Linked DNA regions of Zea mays: region 2 is linked to region 1. A link is a contact called in public Hi-C data. All regions are on one chromosome and are shown on one strand. Each heading gives the region's core, a stretch centred on a gene start, on an enhancer-like site or on the middle of the called end of the contact. The rest is flanking DNA. Distances are from core to core; before and after follow the strand shown.

Evidence for each region. Hi-C and Micro-C count contacts between places; a contact is called where the count stands out from the background.
Region 2: a contact with region 1 is called in a Hi-C map of ear, with 2.6 times the contacts expected there. The contact joins the promoter of LOC103652735 here to the enhancer-like site in region 1. A contact is called at or near these places in 7 of 25 Hi-C or Micro-C datasets (bundle sheath, ear, leaf and 2 more).

Annotation. Positions count from the first base shown.
Region 1 is chr4:4,595,997-4,598,579 of Zm-B73-REFERENCE-NAM-5.0, reverse strand. No RefSeq gene overlaps it. Among protein-coding and RNA genes, the nearest start is that of LOC118476856, 14 kb to the right of the region's middle. Within about 2 kb of position 1,294, at least 16 of the 20 cell types and tissues checked have an H3K27ac peak or open chromatin away from gene starts, as enhancers often do. A contact at or near this core is called in ear, leaf mesophyll and tassel, where this site is marked.
Region 2 is chr4:4,720,239-4,722,821 of Zm-B73-REFERENCE-NAM-5.0, reverse strand. It overlaps LOC103652735 (kinesin-like protein KIN-14O), which reads right to left and starts at 1,290. Exons shown (of 12, transcript XM_020552423.3): 1 at 738-1,290; 2 at 589-650; 3 at 56-287. The coding sequence starts at 164.

The DNA.
Region 1 (2,583 bases), core at 45-2,544:
TAGCTTTATCATAAAAAGAAACCTAGAAGATGAATTGAAGCACAAAAACATACCTGATGATGTTTGTGGAAGTCGACAATGTATTGTTGAGCTTTTTATAGGTAGAGCCGGTCTTCCATCATATAAATATTTGCCATCAAGTACTACTTGAACATTACCAAGAGATCGTCACACTCGGTGTTCGACATGGTAGCCTTAGCCTCGCACAAGACATCCTCGATGTCCAGATCTATGCAACATTGTATCAGTTGACAGCTCTAAGACTACACTGGGTACATAAAAACACCTTATACAAATGATGGCCTAAGATAGTTACCTCTCGATTGATTAGCGGTGGGCCGAGGACTGGGTGTAGCCCGGGGCTCGGTTGGTGTCGCCACGGGCTCAGTAGCGACAACTGCAAGATCAACCTTGCACTCTAGCGCAGACACCACGGGGATGACCGTCTTAGCTAGACGCTCTTGAGTTGGACCCTTGGGGGCTCTAGAGGACTCGTTTCCGATTGACACGTCAGCTGGAGGCTCAAGTGGCATAGCAGCAGACTCTACACCAGCAGGCGCGCTGGTGGTCGAGCCCTTCTCGGGTGGGATAGGGCCTGCCTTATTCTCATGCAGCACCGTCGATTCCCTACAACATTCAAGATTCATATTTAGAATTATTCTTATTAAAGAAATAATGCCTACACACTAGTCATACCTTGCAATTTTTTGAAGGTCGTTTTTAGAGGAGCGGAGGAGCCCCTTTAGGACTCAGTCTTAAAGGTTGAGTCTATAGGTGCCCAAACGGGTGGCCCGACACGACCCGGCACGGGCCCGTTAGGCCCGACAGATAAACGGGTCGTGCCCGGTCGGCCCGCGTGCCGCAGACGCGGCCCAGGCACGGCACGCCGGCCTGTTAGCCATGCCGGACCGGCCCGTTTAATTGCCCATGTTGTCCATTTAATCAGAAAAAATGCAAAAAAACTGTCTGCAGTGAGGTTACCTCCCTCTACAAAGCTGAAAGCACTATATGTAAGAGACTAACCAGTGGAACTCTAGTGTATTTGTTATAAATAGCAAATATAAAATATAAATATATATATATATACACACACTATGTTTTATAAAATAAAAAATATATAATCGTGCCGAGCTGGGCCGGCACTGCAGGCCGAGACAGCGGCCCAAGCACGGTACGACACGGCTGTCGTGCCGAGCCCGGCCCGACACTATTAAACGGATCGTGCTTCGGGCCGACCCGTCAAGCACGGCCCATTTGGCTATTTATAGTCGAGTCATCATGATCCTTGGGCCAGACAGCAGCAGAGCCGGCCCAGGGGTCGATCGTTGTCGTCCCCGCCAGTGGCTCTAGGTCACCCCCTAGGGACGAGGAGGCGTTCCGATCCAGATGTTCGATCGGGGGCACTTGTAGCGCCTAAGACTCAGAGTCGAAGGAGGGGGTGCATCGTCTAATTCGTCGACTCGAACCACGTCCTTCGTTCTCTTCTTCGACTAAGGATGTGGACTCTACTTCTTAAAGGCAGGTGGACTTTCAGAGGCTCTCTCGGCAAGCTACTCCAGGAAATGATTAGGGTCTGCCTTATCGTCATTCATGTGCACCTAGTCATAGCCTCCCGGGTGGAGGGGCCGGGGGATACAGTTCCAACATTTGAACTTAGACTAAAGAATGGTCAAGATAGAGTTGGCAAGTTTAGAAGAGAAATGCAAATGATAGAGCCATTAGAAATATCTTAGAACGAGGTTCAGTCAACGAATACGCATATGAGCTAAAAATGTTTTAGAATCTAGAATTTAGGGAATATTTTTTCCTTGTGCTGCACCATGTATGAGCATGACTTGCAATCTTTGTTCTGGCACCAGCCCCTACGGTGGATATGGATGCTAGAACATTGTCTCCTGGCAAACAATTTCAAACGTGTAAGCAGGTAATATCTGCGATGGATTGGTTTCTATTAAGACTTTAGAAACAACACACAAGTTCCCTAAAACGTACGGATATTCTGGAAGCAATTTTAAAACCAAATAAACTTAATTGGTATTAGCCCCTTAAGGCCCTGTTCATTTCTCCAGAAATGGCCCTGAAAATTTTTCAGGTTAATCAAAACTTACATAAATTAGAAAAGCAACGTGGCTCGGAATTATTCCGGGTCACCGTTCCCAAACAACCGAACAACCCCTAAGTTGTCAACCGTCATATCCTCTATATCATTCCTTTTATACATGTCCTTAATAAATATCTCTAAAAGATTTCATCTTCTATATCTTATTCCTCTACTATATATATATATATATATATATATATATATATATATATATATATATATATATATATATATATATATATATATATATATATATATATATAGTATTTAGAGCCCTGGGCTCTATTTAACTACAGGAAGCCCTGACCAGGTGTGCAGACCGCACCGGAGCCCTGGGCTTATTGTACCTACCTGTGCTTACGCTAAATTATAATACGAGTTATGCTGATGTGTGTATCAGTTTATGCAAATATAGTCTGCGCATATTACGTGAATCGGGCCCACGCCGTCACTATAAAAACACCCCCACGCCGCCAGAGATT
Region 2 (2,583 bases), core at 41-2,540, 120 kb before region 1:
ATAACAACAGGTGGAAGAACTGCAACGACGACCTGGTCTTTCAAACAGTTCCAACCTTGCAGAGGCGAGGAGGCGTCGTCCTTGCTGTAGCCCACCGCAGTTTCTCCGTCCGGGAGCAATGGCAATGGCAATGGCACATGCCCCTCCATGGTTTCCTTCTTCATGCGACGACGGAGCCCAAGAGCGCTTCTTCTTCTTCTTCCTCCTCCTCCTCCTCTTCTTCTTCTTCTTCTCTGGACGGCGAGCCGGTCGCTGGTCAGAGAAGAAGCCTCTCGCCCTCCGCCTCCCTGCCGCGCAGTTTCATTTCTCAGTTCCCTCCCAACGGAGCTGAAGAAGAAAAAAAAAGGAGAACAAGAGGCAACTGCTGCCAGCATGACTCCGTCGTGTGGCCGGTGTGGGCGGCGGACGGAATCTGAAACAGCTCATGAGGCCAAGAAAAGAAAAGAGTGGACGGCGCAGAATGAATCTATTCCTCCCGCACTTTCCGTGGTTCGCCTGCGCTGCGCTTCCTTCCGCTCGCACACCACACCACACGGCTGGCTGGCTGGCTGGCCTGGAAAGAACAGTAACGAACTTCTCCCGGAATACCTTGTGGTTGTTGCGGCTACAAGCCTCCGGGGATCCTTGATCTCCCCTTTTCGATGCAGCCTCTGCAGAGCCAAAGGAAAAAAGAAAATGGTCTGCGTCGTCGGGAACGAAAGAAGCGCGAACGAGAAGAGAATCTGCGATGGTACTACCTCGGAGGGGAATGAATAAAATAATCTCCGCCGGCCTCCAGCTGAATTTGTTCTTGAACCTTGACCACCACACCACCAGATGCTATGCTGCTACTACTACGGAGGAGGGGGTGGAGTGCGGAAGGAGAGGAGAGGAGAATTGAAGGAGCGAGCCAACAGCCTAGCTAGCAGAGAATCTGCGCAATGCAGATAAGTAGCGTTTCGTTTTATTTGTCGCTGGATAGTGCAAAATTGAACTATCCAGCGACAATTAAAAAGAAACGGAGAGAAAGTAGTTCCTAATGATTGCGTCTTTTTACTTTCTTGGTCCTGATGTTATTGGATCTCTCGATGCCGAAAGATGGAGGCCGTGTGGGAGCGGCTAAAGTCCAGAGGTTAGAGCAAAGAACGGCTGTAAACGAAGAAGAAGAAGAGGGATCTTCGCGCAAGGAATTAAAGCAGCAGCAAAGGGGAAGGAAGGAGTTGGGATCGACCCCTACCTACCTACGGCGTGAGAACCGGTGAGCGGTGCTTGGCAATGGCAGGCTGTCCCACACCGCCACTGCGGGCAGAAAAACTATGGGCGTGTTTGGTGTGGCGCCTAAGTCACCACACCGTGCCACACTTTTCAGCCACAAGTGTGGCAGCTAAATTGGGCGCCACACTTGTGGCTGAAAAGTGTGGCGCAGTGTGGCGGCTTAGGCGTCACACCAAACACGCCCTATATTAGCAAAACAGTTGGGTTGCCTGGACTGCTGGATTTAGAAGATCCAGACCCGGGCTGGCAGCCCCCACCACCGTTCGTTCACCCGTAGAAAACCAGAGGGGGAGGGCCGGGGCCGGATCATCTGTGGTGGAAAGCTTTCGCCAAAAGTTCTGTCGAGCCGCAATTTGCTCTGCTGTCTGCTCCGGCTCGGTTTGTGCTTTTGCTTGCTTGTTGGCAAGGTCCAGAAGCAGCATTTCTCATTAATCTGCTGACCGAAACTAACGGTCACCACCAACTGAGCGGAACAAGGTTGATGGTCTGCTCCACACACACACACACGCACACAGCGGCGCATTTTTATAATAATAATAATAATAATAATAATAATAATAATAATAATAATAATAATAATAATAATAATAATAATAATAATAATAATAATAATAGTAATAATGAAGCGTGTGCCTTTGTGCACAATCTCTATCCGTTTTTTCTTTCAAAATCTTCCTTACGAAGCCCGCTCCTAGTACAAAAAGAGCCGCTGCTCTATTCTAGCTGGCTTCGAAACCGAACGCCACCTAAATAAAGGAACATGCTAGTATATTAACCCTTACATCCATCCAAATTACTGTCACCCAAGGCTAGCAGCCCGACAACAACAGCATCCATCCTATGACAACTCCTCCTCCATGATGAATGCAAATGCGTCACACGAAGCCGCATTTTTCGCATGACAAAACAGTGGGGGGGATGGCACGGAAGAAGTTCCTCTCTTCGCCCTCAGCCTCCTCCTTCAATTTCTCGAGAAAACAAGTAGTTACCTCTTACCCTGACGGACGAGTCTGATGAATGTGATTGAAACGCCTATATCTGGAGGGAGAACTCGTCCTGTCCATTCAGGGCTTGTTCGGTTAGCTCTCAATCCACATGGATTGAGTGAGATTGGGTGGGTTTAAATCCCAACTAAGTCAAACTCTTTCTTAATTTTTTCCAATCTCATCCAATCCATGGGTAACGGGATTAACCGAACAAGTCCTCATGTGGCTGCCCAGCTAGCCGTTGCCTGATACCAGCAAGCCATCCCGGTCCCAATCCCAAACAGTAAACACTGCAGGCACAAGCAACCGGCACCTGGAAGCTAGGTCGCTGCGTTGTCCTCCT